Regions from separate parts of the Mus musculus genome. Here region 2 is linked to region 1. The links are chromatin contacts, called in public promoter capture Hi-C maps. All regions are on one chromosome and are shown on one strand. The core of a region is the stretch at or near the end of the contact, and the rest is flanking DNA. Distances in the headings are between cores, read along the strand shown. Region 1 overlaps Pdss2 (prenyl (solanesyl) diphosphate synthase, subunit 2). Region 2 overlaps Mtres1 (mitochondrial transcription rescue factor 1).

Region 1 (6,339 bases), core at 1,181-3,680:
TTGTGAGCCACCATGTGGTTGCTGGGATTTGAACTCCGGACCTTTGGAAGAGCAGTCGGGTGCTCTTACCCACTGAGCCGTCTCACCAGCCCCCGAAACCAAGACTTTTAATTGAAGGTTTTGTTTTGTTTTGAGACAGGGTTTCTCTGTGTTGCCCTGGCTGTCCTGGAACTCACTTTGTAGGCCAGCCTGGCCTTGAAACTCAGAAATCTGCGTGCTTCTGCCTCCCGAGTGCTGGGATTAAAAGCGTGCACCACCAGGCCCAGCTTTTTTTTTTTTTTTTTTTTTTTTTAAGGAGGAGACAGAATAGAGGTCACAGAAGCTCTTGGAAGACAAAAGAGAGGTAGAAAGATCCCAAAGAAGCAAAGGTGGGTGTTGAAATACAGGAATCCAGGACCATGTCACATGTCATATAAGGGCAGATGGAATGGTTTAGGTCATGTGAGGAGACTGGACGTTTAGCTGCCTGTCAGAGCTTCCAAGATCCCCCCCTCCCCCCCTATCTCATGCAGCATGTTTACTAGGTCATCAGAAATGGTGAACTTTGCATGTTTTCAGACAGGGTCTTTTTCGTCCAAGCTGGCCTCTGAACTCACTATGTAGCTTAGCCGGGCTGCCTCTGCCTCCCAAAGTGCTGGGAGTGGCCACTCCAGTGTGACAGTCACTCATACACAGATCTGGAAGGCACTCATTCATTTCCTATCATCTCCTGTTACAGGAGAGGAAATTGAGGTGAGAGGGGAGTGACTTTTGACCACACAGAGAAACAGATCCGAGGCGTGGGGTAGGCTCCTTCTCAGGAAAGTTAATGATTAGAACCTACTCAGAGCTATAGCATTGTCACCATAGTTACTAATTAAGCCATGCTCACTGAGAAGACTCGCTTCAAACAGACAAGTGCAATGCTCTATGGGCAATCTATAGATTGTGGTAGTGTGACCCAGTCACTTATCTTGGAGTCCACTCATAACAGCTTAACCTCTGTGGGCTTACACGTCCTCCTCACTGCAGGCCACAGGAGGGCCTGCTTCAAACTTTTGGGAGGAGGAATTCAACTAAGATGACTTCCCTAGTGTTTGAGCAGAGTAGGTAATACAATCTGCTTCCCGTGTTTTCTGTCTCCAGATAGGGCTGTAATTACACACAGGAGGAGGAAAGGCAGTCGAGACCAGTTATGTAAACTCAGCCTTCTTGTCAACGGGATTCTCCGATTGCATTTGTGCAAACCACGGCAACCGTCTGCCAACCGCATGGAGCCAGAATCCGATTGCAGGCCTATGTGAGCGCTTGTATTCTTTCTGGAACTCAGTGTCTGTGTCTCAATATCAAAAGTTGACATTCTGAGGTTAAAACAAAACTCTCACCAACCAAGGCCCAGTACTACAGTTACACTGCTGAAAGCTGGGGACACCAGAGGGAGTCCCCCAGACAAAGTGTCATAAATGGATACGTGGCTTTTGAAATATAGAAACTGGCCTTTGAATTGTATCTTTTTTGTTTGTTTTCCAGACAGGGTTTCTCTGTGTAGCTCTGGCTGTCCTGGAACTCACTCTGTAGACCAGGATGGCCTCGAACGCAGAGATCAGCCTGCCTCTGCCTCCCGAGTGCTGAGATTAAAGGTGTGTGCCACCATGCCAAGCTTGAAATGTGTCCTAAATTTGATCTTTAAGAAAGAAAGGCAGACACTTTCTTATACAATTGAGTCAACACTTGGTAACATTTTAATATTCAATTTCAAGTATTTGGCAGCTTAACATCTCCTTCACTTCTCCCAAATCTGATAAGAACTAGGATGCCCAAGCCTCTCACACTATATGCACATGATTTCAAGACAGCAGGCAACACAGACTTTTGCTTAATGCGTTGAGGTCTTCTCCACTACGACAGACTGGTCATTGGTGTTGATGTGTCCCCCAGAGCTGGCATCCAGTGCTTCGCTCGACACCTGCAGCTTCCAGCTTGCTCTGTCCTCTGTGGAAGGAAAACCACAGCCACCGCCCTGGCGCCATCCCGGGCTTGGTCCAATCAATAAGGACTTATTTCCTGTCCATTTGCTGAGGTCACGGGAGCGAGTCTCATTAATTATTTCTGTTGCTGAAGCCTCAAGTGTGCTCTGGCGTGACAAGTGAAAACCGCGTGACCTTTTTCCTTCTCGTTTTGTTTGTAGTGGTTCCAAAGGATAGATTCATTAAGCAGTCAGATAAAGGACAGAAAAAAAAAATACATATATTTCTAAAGTCATTAAACACGTTACTTATTTCATCACCAAAAGCTCTCCTGTCCGCCTCATTCTCTGGGTTTTTCAGCTAAGGAACAATAGTGTCTTTTTAATTTGGTGTCAAGAAAATCTGGTCACAGCAAACACAATGTTTTCTAAAGCCGATCTGGCCTCTGAGGGAGGGAAGCTCTCCAGGGCCTCTAGTGCCTTGTTTCCATGGTAACGACACAGGTCAATAGCTGAAGTCACACCTTTGCCAGCTTTGATTGTTTCTCGCAACTGTTAGGAAATAAATGCACAATAAGTCAGGTTTTGGTTGTACAGTGAGGACCACAATTTAACTGGGGGTGGGAGTGAGGGACAGGAAACACGTAAATCCAGTATTTCTGCTCTCTCGTCTGGAGAAAGAGGACAGGTTTCCAGGTGCTCTCCAGACACCATCACCTCCCTAAGGCTACGGGAGCCTCGCTCCAGAGCAGCACAATGGCTCCAATCAGCCCAATTACAGCTCCTCTCACAGCCACCCCTTGATCTGCACAGAGTCCCATGCTGGGAAGGCAGTAATGAAGGCCAAGCTGTGGTATCTCTGGCATTTGGAATTCAACAGCGAATTCAACAGCCTCTATTTTATGTGTGTGTGTGTGTGGGAGGGGGTGGGGGGTGGGGAGGGAGGAGGAGCCTCCATTAACATCTTCAAACTTAAAAAAAAAACAATTCAAACACCTTATGTTGATACAATAATCAAAATTCAAGAAAAACACATATTATTAAATCTGAGTATGACTTATTTAAAAACAAAAATATTTTCCTCGGGAAAATGGAACAAAGCATTTTTGCTAATGTAGTGGTTCTCACCAGCCAGCAAATTGACTTCCGGTCTCTCTCTGTGACCAAAGAAAGAACCAAAGGGTCTGACGGGCAATGCTCACCTTTAATTCCAACACTTGGAAGGCAGAGGCAGGTGGATTTCTGTGAGTTAGAGGTCAGCCAGGACTACATGGCCAGACTCTATTTCAAAAAACAAACCAACAAACAGAAAAACAAAGAGGGGGCTGCAGATTTGCCTTGGCCTGCACTCTCCTCCATCTCTGGCGGCTCCCCAAAGCTTCCACAGGCAGCTAGCTGCACGCATATGCGCCAGGCCATACAAGTGACTAGCAATAACATCTTAAAAACACTAAACAAAATCATTATAGTTGTAGTTGGAAAAGGCTTCATCTTTTGAACTTAAATGACCTTGTCCTGTTCAATAGTCTCAGTGAGGGTCTCCCTCACTCCCTCACCTAGGCACCAGGCAGTCCCTGGCTAGCTCACCTGAGGCCAACTCCTCTGACTCTTAGAGACTGGGTGGGGCCAGGTAGTAAGACCCAGTCTATGAGTCATGGAAGATGCATGCTATGGACGGGATGCAGCACGGAACTGTCCGTGGGAATCCCTCTAGGGCTTTCCCTCTGGCGCTGGGGTAGCCCCACAGCAGAGATATTCTACTGCCTGGATACCTGAGTCACAGCAGGGAGCATTACAGCCTTCCTGTGAACGTTTCCTTTTCGTTTTCTGAGACAGGGTTTCTCTGACCTGGATATCCTGCCAGGAAGGTGCTGGCTGTCCTGGAACTCAGAGAGCTGCCTGCCTCTACTTCCTGAGTGCTGAGACTAACAGACAGCATTGCCACCGCTGGACGGATGTGGACATCTTCACTGACAGTCAGCAAGCCCTCATCTCTGCAGCTCCTTTGAGCTCTTTGATTTTCTACTTTTTAAACTGTGCTACACTGGGGTTCTCATCTTCCCCCCAGCTAGGTTATTTTCACATCCTAAAGATCCTTCCCAAGCTCCATCCACATTGCCACACTGCCAAAAAGGTTTATAAATCAAATACGGTCTCGTCTAAAATCTGTCACTGCCTTCCGACAGCCTTAGCAGTTCAAGTTCCCCAGGAGGAACAAGAGTCCTCTCTCCAGTCCCTCCCAGCTTCGTTTTTCTCCCTTCTGTCTTCTGCTCATGTATTAAGGGGAGCTAGCCGCAGTTTTCAGAGCTGACACACTGGCTCCCTTGGGGTTGCCGGTCCACTCCTAGTAAGCCCCTCCCACCCGGATTCTACCTGGGTGGAAGGCACTCAGCCACCCAGGACGATGGCACCAGGGACCAGCTGCTCTTCTCCCTCTGGAGTAGCCTGTGTGCTTCTGGAGTACAGTTACTACAGTGTTGTACTTTAATGTTCTACTCACGTACTGACTTCCCTGTGAGACTTTAAGCTACATACTGTATAATACATAAAACATGAATAAAAATATATGCTGGTGTATTACTCTAATTATAGGATAAAGGGGTTAGAGGTCCAGGGAAGCTCAGTTACTCCAGATATTAGAAGAGGCCACATTTCTTGTTTTCAGCTTTCCTTACAGTGTGTGTGTGTGTGTGTGTGTGTGTGTGTGTATGTGTGTACACGAGTGCACATGCATGCATAAACCCACAAAATTGTGGTATGAGATCAGGTTCTCTTCTTCCATTTTCATGTGGGTTCTGGGGATCAAACTTATGTGAAGCTTGTGTAGTGTAATTATACCTGTGAAGCCATCTCACTTTTGGGGGACCAGGGCAGACAGCATCTCACTCTGCCTGGCCTTCTCACTATATATCATCTCTGCCTGAATTACACTCTCAGCAATTCTTCTGTCTCAGCCTCCCCCACGAGATGGGATTACAAGCATGTACCGCCATCCGCCTCTGAGGCCATGTTTTTCTGCTGCCTTCTCCCATAGAGCCACTTTCTACTAAACTTTAGACTCCGATCACTCCAGCCTAGGCTTCCCCAGGATCCTGCCAAGGACTGAGTGAGTGCACAGCCAGATTCAAGTTTCTGTCTTAGCTCTACCATTTGAGGGACACAACTCAACTAACTGTTCCTGGCTCTAAACGAGGATCCTATCAACTCCACGGGGATGGGTGGGGCTGCACGAGAGCACAGATTACTGGACAGTAAAATCATGGTTGCACTCATGGCTATAGCTCAGCCTGCTTAGCTCTCCCCCCAAGGCCTTAGTTCTCCCTGACTATGGCATTCCACCTAATCAGATCAAATTAGTTTTGCTTTCATCTACAGTAAGCTCAGAGGCGGCTGGACTCAGATTCTGAAGACACTTAGGTGAGTGTGGCCCTGTTTTCATTACAGCAGTCAACGTTCCTTGGACAAGCCAAATGCTTTAGACTTCTAGGCTGGCAACCGAGGCATGTGGATATCTGTTAGAGGAGTCAAATGCTGAATTTCTAAGAACTCTTGGGGCACCAACTAATGTCAGAGTCATGTCCTCTCTGCTCAAGGCCCAGGAGCTAACTAAAGAGAACCTGAACTGCAGCAATACCAAGGCAGCGATGTGGCACTATAGGTGCAGGGCAGGGCAGGGCAGATAAGGTCAACCAGGAGAGATACCAGAAAGTCTTGCAGAGTGGGCTTTGATGAGACGTGGGGTCAAGAGTAGTAAGTTAACTGCAGGGGAAGAAGGCTGTGGGGAGCAGTAAGCAGAGCGTGCAGGGAGGAGCAGAGCTGAGAACAGCACGCCTGGCAGAGCCAGGCAGCAGGGACCATGACAGCTCTGAAAACCAGGCTAAAAAGTCTTCTATTTTTTTCTTCAAAATTTAATTAGAAGCACACCTTTGGTGCACGCCATTGGCAGCAGGCTGCTTCATCCTGGTTTTGACTTGCATAATCACAACACTGCGATTACACCAGGAGAGTTAACTAGAGACATTTTAAAAGTCATTTCACTAAGCATTATTGCTGCGTGTCTGTGCGAGAGGGACCGTGGGCAGGCAGGCCACGGTACAATGTGGAGAGCACAGGATGCTTTCAGAACTTGGTTCTCGCATCGCGGGCTCTGGAAATCAAACTCAGGTCAGGCGTCCCAGCAGCCGCTTTTATTTGCTGACCCACTCTGCCAGCCCAGAAAGTTAACTAGGAACGTTAGATAGTTCCCTATCATCGTCTAGCTAGTCCTTGTCTTAGAGCAGTCTAATATTTTTAATTATTTTAATAAAAAGAATGTGTGTGGGTCTTTGGCTTGCATGTTTGTCTGTGCATCATGCTTGTGCAGTGCCTGAGGAGGCCAGAAGAGGGCACTGGAT
Region 2 (6,339 bases), core at 2,663-5,162, 88 kb before region 1:
GCAGACCCTATCATGTGGACTCAAGACTGCATTGTGAAGTTGGTTCTGTCCTTGCAGCTTTGTGGGTTCCACCTCCAACCCCCCACCCCCTTTACCCTGTAAAGCCACATTATCACTCTATAGCCCATGCTGGCCTACAACTCACTGAAATCCTCCTGCTTCAGCCTCCAGGTAGGATTAAGGTCTGTGTCCAGCACTGTGCCTAGGCCCAGCGTGCAGGAGGCTGTTGTGCGTGGATTTGAGCTGTGACAAACACCGTGTCCCATGCAGCGCCTTCACAGGGGTGGGAGGGTGGATGCTGAGGTGCCTTTAGTGCAGCCATTCTCTCTGCTGGGTGCTGCTAGTGACCAAAGTGTGGGTTCACTCTCTGTTCTCTGTCATTGATGGGGATAGCCAAGGTAAGAAGAGCAAATTGAAGATTTCCGTATGTAATTTGTATCTTTTGTGGCATCACTAATTGTGTCCTTTACTGTTTGAATCCACAGAACATATAAGACTGTAGGCCCTGCTTTGAGCATCCTGATCAGGATTGCTGGTTGCTGTCTGACATCTGGCCAACTCCTCTAGGGCCTGAATGCTGGCTGCTCCCTTTATTAAGCAGAGCCAGGTGTCAGTCATCTGGAGTCAGGTCACCAGGGGGTTAAATTCAGAGGTGAATGGCTGTTTGATTGGAATTACTCCGCCCTGGGTGCACACAGGCAGTTCCATATGTGTGGTGCCTGGTTTTGCACTCTTGAGTGCCAAGCAGGTAGCTGAGGGGCAGGAAACCCCCCTTTCATTCTGACCATTGTGACTCATGAGCAGCCACCTGCCTGAGAAGCAGCGAGCCTTTTCAGAGTCAGAAGTACCCTGTGGTCTCCTGTTAGATGCCCGTCAGTGATGGCCGCTTTCACTTCGTGACTTTCGTCCAAGCGCAGGGTGCTGTGGGGACTCACCGAGCAGACGCTAACAGCAGCTGCTTTTCTCAAAGCTGTGTGATCATTGAGTGATTTCAATTTTAAGTGGTTTTTTTTTTTCTTTTTAATAGCAAAGTAGAAGATGCATTCTACAAAGGTGAACTCAGACTGAATGGGGAGAAGTTGTGGAAGAAAAGCAGAACGGTGAGCCAAACCGCCGCCATGACAGCCCCACGGTCCTGTCTGTCGCTCTGCTACTCAGTGCTGTCCCTGTGACTCCCTGGGGGCCCTGGTGCCTTCTCTGAGGTCCTCTGAGTCCTGGTCATGCTTGTGGGAACCACCTACAGGCCACTGTCTCTTCTCGGCCATTGAGTCCTGAGAAGAATTTGGAATCAGCCACCCTCAGGACTGCGGCCATCCTTACTCAGACATCTAGGTATTAACGTTAGCCCCATGGAATCATGGCAAGTAGATGACACGGGAAAGGTTGACCAAGCAGGGTCACCTAAGCAGGGGTGTGACTCTGGTCACTTCAGCAGGGGCTCTCCTTGGAGCTCTGCTTTCTGACAGGCAGCTGGCAAAAAAGATGCCCCTCATTTCCCAACAAGTTCGTATTAGCACTACTAATTGAAAGACATGGAGCCAGGGTGGTGACACCTTGTCACCCCAGCACTGAGTGGAAGGCTGAGGCCAGAATGTGGGTCCCAGGTCAGCCAGGGCTGCACAGTGAGACTGTGTCTCAAAAAATAAACCACACAAGCTGGTGAGATGGCTCAGTGGGTTAGAGCACCCGACTGCTCTTCCAAAGGTCCAGAGTTCAAATCCCAGCAACCACATGGTGGCTCACAACCATCTGTAACAAGATCTGACTCCCTCTTCTGGAGTGTCTGAGGACAGCTACAGTGTACTTACATATAATAAATAAATAAATATTTTAAAAAATAAAATAAAATAAACCACACAAAACCCCCAACTGATAAAAGGAGGTACTTCCAACATTTGCTGTGTAACATGTCTCTCTGTCTGCCTGCCTGTCTGCCTGCCTGTCTGTCTGTATCTTTCTGTTTCTCTCTCTCACACACACAGATACAAACATACACACACTCGTGTAAAAGTAAAATTCTGTTAAACAGTGTTCTTAGTGCACGTATGTAAAGCCGCACTCGGGAAATGGAGAAACGGGGATCAGGAGTTCTAGGTCAGCCTGGGCTACCTGAGATGCTGTCTGCACACATACACATACACACACATACACACATAAACACACACACACACAAAGGCAGAGTCAGGAAGACTGCCACAGATTCAGCCAGCCAGATCTGCTCATCTCATCTAGTTCCAGGCTGGCCAAGACTATCTTAACAACAACAACAAAATAATGTATTCATATGTTCAATATGCTCCATATATTTTGAATTAAATATTACTCATATTTATCTTAAAATAGGTTTTTATGGGATATTATTAAGCTTTCAAATGTATTAAGCTTTCTTTGTGCTTGAGTGTCTTGCTTGTGTGCGCGTGCGCATGCAGTCCTGTGGAAGTCAGAAGACCCCCCTGGCACTAGAGTTGCAGGTGATTGGTTGTGAGCCACAGTGATTTCTGGGAACCACACCAGGGTCCTTTGCAATAGCAACAGGCAGCTGGCCGGAAGATGCTCTTAACTGCTAAGCCGCCCCTCCAGCTGTAGTCATTTTCTTCATGCCTTTTATATTTTGAATTTTATTTTTTTAATTTATTTTATGTATATAAATGCCTGCAAATATGTTTGTGCATAATTATGCCTGCTGCCCACAGAGGCCACAAGAGGGTACCAAGTCTCCCAGAGCTGGAGTTAAGGATGGTTGTGAGCCGCTGTGGGAGTGCTGGGTACCAAGTCCAAGTCTGCAAGAGCAACAACTGTGCCTGGCTGCCGCGCCAACTCCCCAGCTCTCCTCTATTAATTTCCTTCATGCCTTTTATTTTCCAGCTTAAAAAAAATATATTTAGTTGGGGAGTGGGGAGTGTAGGACATGCATGTCACGGCATGGATGTAGGTGGAGGTTAGAGGACAGCGTGAAGCAGTGGCTTCTTTCCCACCAACCCTCCATGTTGGTTTCAGGGACAGAACTCGGTCGTCAGGCATTGCTGCAAGGTGCCGGGCCTGGCTGCCTCACCCTCCCTCTGAGATACAGATAATGAGGTTTTTGTGTATTTGAGACAGGGTCTCACTAAGTAAGACTAGGCTGGCCTGAACTCAGAGAGATCTGCCTGCCTTTGCCTCACGGATGTTCTACCATGGTTTTTAACCATGAGATTATCACTTAACAAAACTCAATAAGGAAAATGTAAGAAAGCTTTAATTAAAAGTTTGGAAGTGGGACTAGGGACGCAGCTCTCCTGTAGGGTGCCTGCCGAGCATGTGAAAGAAGCCCCAGGTTCAAGCATGCGGCAGGCGGAAGGGTGAGAAATTCAAGGGCATCCCCGCTTGAATCTGAGGCCAGCCTGAGATGTGTGACACCTGTCTGGGGATAGAGGGTGGCTTAAAACCTATGGCCCTTGCTTGGAAGCGTAACCCATCAGCACTGAGGGGTAATGAGGAGGCAGACGGTTTTGAAGGGTGGTTTTTATTCTCCTTTCATGTTCCGAGGCCTGCTAGGGCAGGATCTGAGCTACCTGGAGTTGCCCTGGGGTGTGGAACAGGAAGTGTGTCTGTCATGTGTGCATCGGTGAACATTGAGACTTTGAGTGCCTGCTCCTGGGGATGATGTAGTCCATTGTTGCTGCCTGTGTGGACACAGAGAGATGGCCTCCATTCTTGTCTCACCTGTTAGTCGAGGCCCGGGAGCTCTGATAACCTTGGCTGGCAGGTGCAGGATGACCCGGCAGCCATTGTTCAGTGAGCTGCACAAAAGCCACTGCTCCAGATGGGCCTTCTCCACCCTTCTCTATTGCTTTCTGGGCTGTGGCTGGGCTGCAGTACCTCTGGATGCCCTCCTGGCTGGACTCATTTGCAAACTCCATAAGCCTGTTTTTCTTCCCCTGCTTTGAGGTATTGTTAGCTGCAGCCTAATTGCTCTGCTCCTCCTGCCTTGGGTGTTCTGTTGCCTCAGCCGCTTTCCAGATTCCTCCTGAGGGTCAGCAAAGGCAGAGGCCGGCATTAACACTAGCTCCCTGCCTCGTTACTAAGAAGCCTGGTAGCCATAGAAACTGCAGCTAAGCAGAGATTTGAAATGTAGATATTTGAAACAGCCCCTAACCCCAGCCAGTTTTGCTTTGTGTCTTGAGAGGACCAGGCCTTGGATGGGACTAAATAAAGCATGCCTGCTTCCCCAGCCTGCTCCGTGGAGCCAGAGCCTGGCCACAGGCCCTGAGGTCCAGCTTGTCTGGTGCTGCAGCTCAATCCCTCTGTTCCCCGCCTGCCACTGAGCAAAGCTTTTGTGTGTTCTGCAGTCTAGGCGGGGTCCAGAGTGCACGGTGCTGTGTTAACCCTGCTCTGCGGAGGTGGCTTGAGAAGCCAAAGTGTGGGGACTCACTCACACACCCTGCCTTAAACTCCCCTCCCAGGAGCTGGCTGCACTAAGAGCAAACATTGTCTGAGCCCTAGAAGGAAGAAATGTCATCACTTTTTTCCCCTTTCCCTTTTAAAAACACTTTTATTAGCACATATTAATTATTCATAATAACATTTCATTTTTCATGCCTGTGTGCAATATGTTTTGATTGTATTCACCTCTCCATTAATCTCTCTTGGGCCCCACGCCTGACTTCCTTCCTTTCCCCTTTATACTCTTGCAGTGTCTACTCCTTCCTCTTCCCCTCCTCTTCCTCCTTTCCTGTCTCCTTCAACTTTTTTTTTTTTCTGTAATATGATCTCACTAAAAACTTGCAGCAATCCTCCTGCCTCTGCTGGGTTTATAGGCATGAGCAACCATATCCAGCCTAAGTAACTGGGTTGGTGAGATGGCTCAGCAGACAGCGGTGCTTGCTGCCAAGCCTCGTAACTAAAGTCCCTTCCCTGAGCCCATGTGGTTGAAGGAGAGAACAGCTCTGCAGAGGTTTCAAGTTCCACACAGTGTGTCCCACACCCCAAACTAAATGGTTTCGAAATTTTTAAGTTAGGGGCTCGAGATGGCTCAGCAACTAAAAGTGCTTGCTGCTCTTGCAGAGGTTCCAGGTTCGATTCCCAGTACCACATGGTGGCTGACAACTGCCTGTGCTGCAATTCCAAGAGCTCCATTCTACCTGTGACCTTCAGGGGAACCAGGCGTGCACATGGCACCTAGCCATCCACGCAGGCCGATGCCCACACACAAATGCATCTAAAAGACGGAAGTGACTGAATGAAATGGACCAGTTTCTAAGCTGTGCATGACCGCTTATGGGGGGGGGGGCTTGGTTTCTTGTTTGTCTTAGTATACTCATTTTAAAATCTGTAAATAACTTATTTTATGTGAATGGGTGTTTTGCCCACATGTGTGTCTGTGCAGCATGTGCACAGCAAGGCAAACAAGAACAGTGACCACTGTTAATCACTGAGCAATCCCTTCAGACCCTTCAACAGAGTCAGCGGCCCACATATGAGATGCTTTACTCAATAGAAGCTGGGTGGGGGTTCGGGGTGGGGGAGGGGGAGCACCATGCTCTTTCTGGCTTATATTTTGGCAGAAACAGCAGCGTGTAGCCAGGCTGTTTTGAGCACCTCCTGAGTTCCTGGCCAGATTCTCTAATGAGCTGAGTGAACCAGGTATCTGCCAGGTGTTGCCATGTGCCAAACATGGACCAAGTCCTTGCAGAGGGCCTGGTGGTAACATGGCTCTCCAGGGTGACAAGCTTTAGCAGCAAGTCCTCTGGTAAGGTTAGTTTGGCCTCAGCTCCTGGAGCCAACTCGCCTCTTGTGTGCTGTCCACCTCTGTGGTCTGAAGCTGGTCTCTTTCCATGAGTCTCTCTCATGGGGCAGCCAGCAACCATGATGACTGATGTCTATGAAACTGTCCCATCCCATTTTAGGGCATCCCGGCTAAAGCTTAGTGCTGCCTTCTTCCTGGTGCATGCAGTGCTGTCTTTTGCACATTCTTGCTAAGGCTGTGCCCTACCTTTCAGTGTTGCCCAGACAGACAGGTTTGTCCCTCAGCGACCTGACCGATGACCTTCCCCAGCCTCAATCCTCGGCAGGCCAGGCGTGGATGTCAGATGGAAGCCACTGCTGCCTGCAGTCTGGCCCCTGTGCTTGAGGCCCCCTCCTGTATGCCTTCCCAGCCATGCAGTTCAGAACTAGGGTGACAGCCTCAAGAGTGTCAGGCTGTCTCCCTTGCTCTTCCTATGTGACAGTCACCACATTAAAGCAAAGCAGGGCTGTTTGAATTGGCCTAAGTTTCCCAGAATGGATAAAGGTTGTCTCCCTGTGTCCTCAGGTGAAGGTGGGAGATACCTTGGATCTCATCACTGGAGAGAACAAAGAGAC

What was found. Capture Hi-C pulls out chosen DNA fragments and counts their contacts.
Region 2: a contact with region 1 is called in a promoter capture Hi-C map of pancreatic islet. The contact joins two enhancer-like sites. A contact is called at or near these places in 1 of 484 Hi-C or Micro-C datasets (pancreatic cancer cells) and 2 of 9 other capture datasets (adipose tissue and pancreatic islet).

The regions. Positions count from the first base shown.
Region 1 is chr10:43,435,957-43,442,295 of GRCm38.p6, reverse strand. It overlaps Pdss2 (prenyl (solanesyl) diphosphate synthase, subunit 2), which reads right to left. Exons shown (of 8, transcript NM_027772.2): 8 at 2,048-2,497. The coding sequence ends at 2,339. Among named protein-coding and RNA genes, the nearest start is that of Bend3, 40 kb to the left of the region's middle. Within about 2 kb of position 2,430, at least 95 of the 459 cell types and tissues checked have an H3K27ac peak or open chromatin away from gene starts, as enhancers often do. A contact at or near this core is called in pancreatic islet, where this site is marked.
Region 2 is chr10:43,525,359-43,531,697 of GRCm38.p6, reverse strand. Mtres1 (mitochondrial transcription rescue factor 1) reads left to right here. Exons shown (of 4, transcript NM_026411.2): 3 at 1,028-1,100; 4 at 6,290-6,339. Among named protein-coding and RNA genes, the nearest start is that of Mtres1, 12 kb to the left of the region's middle. Within about 2 kb of position 3,912, at least 92 of the 459 cell types and tissues checked have an H3K27ac peak or open chromatin away from gene starts, as enhancers often do. A contact at or near this core is called in pancreatic islet, where this site is marked.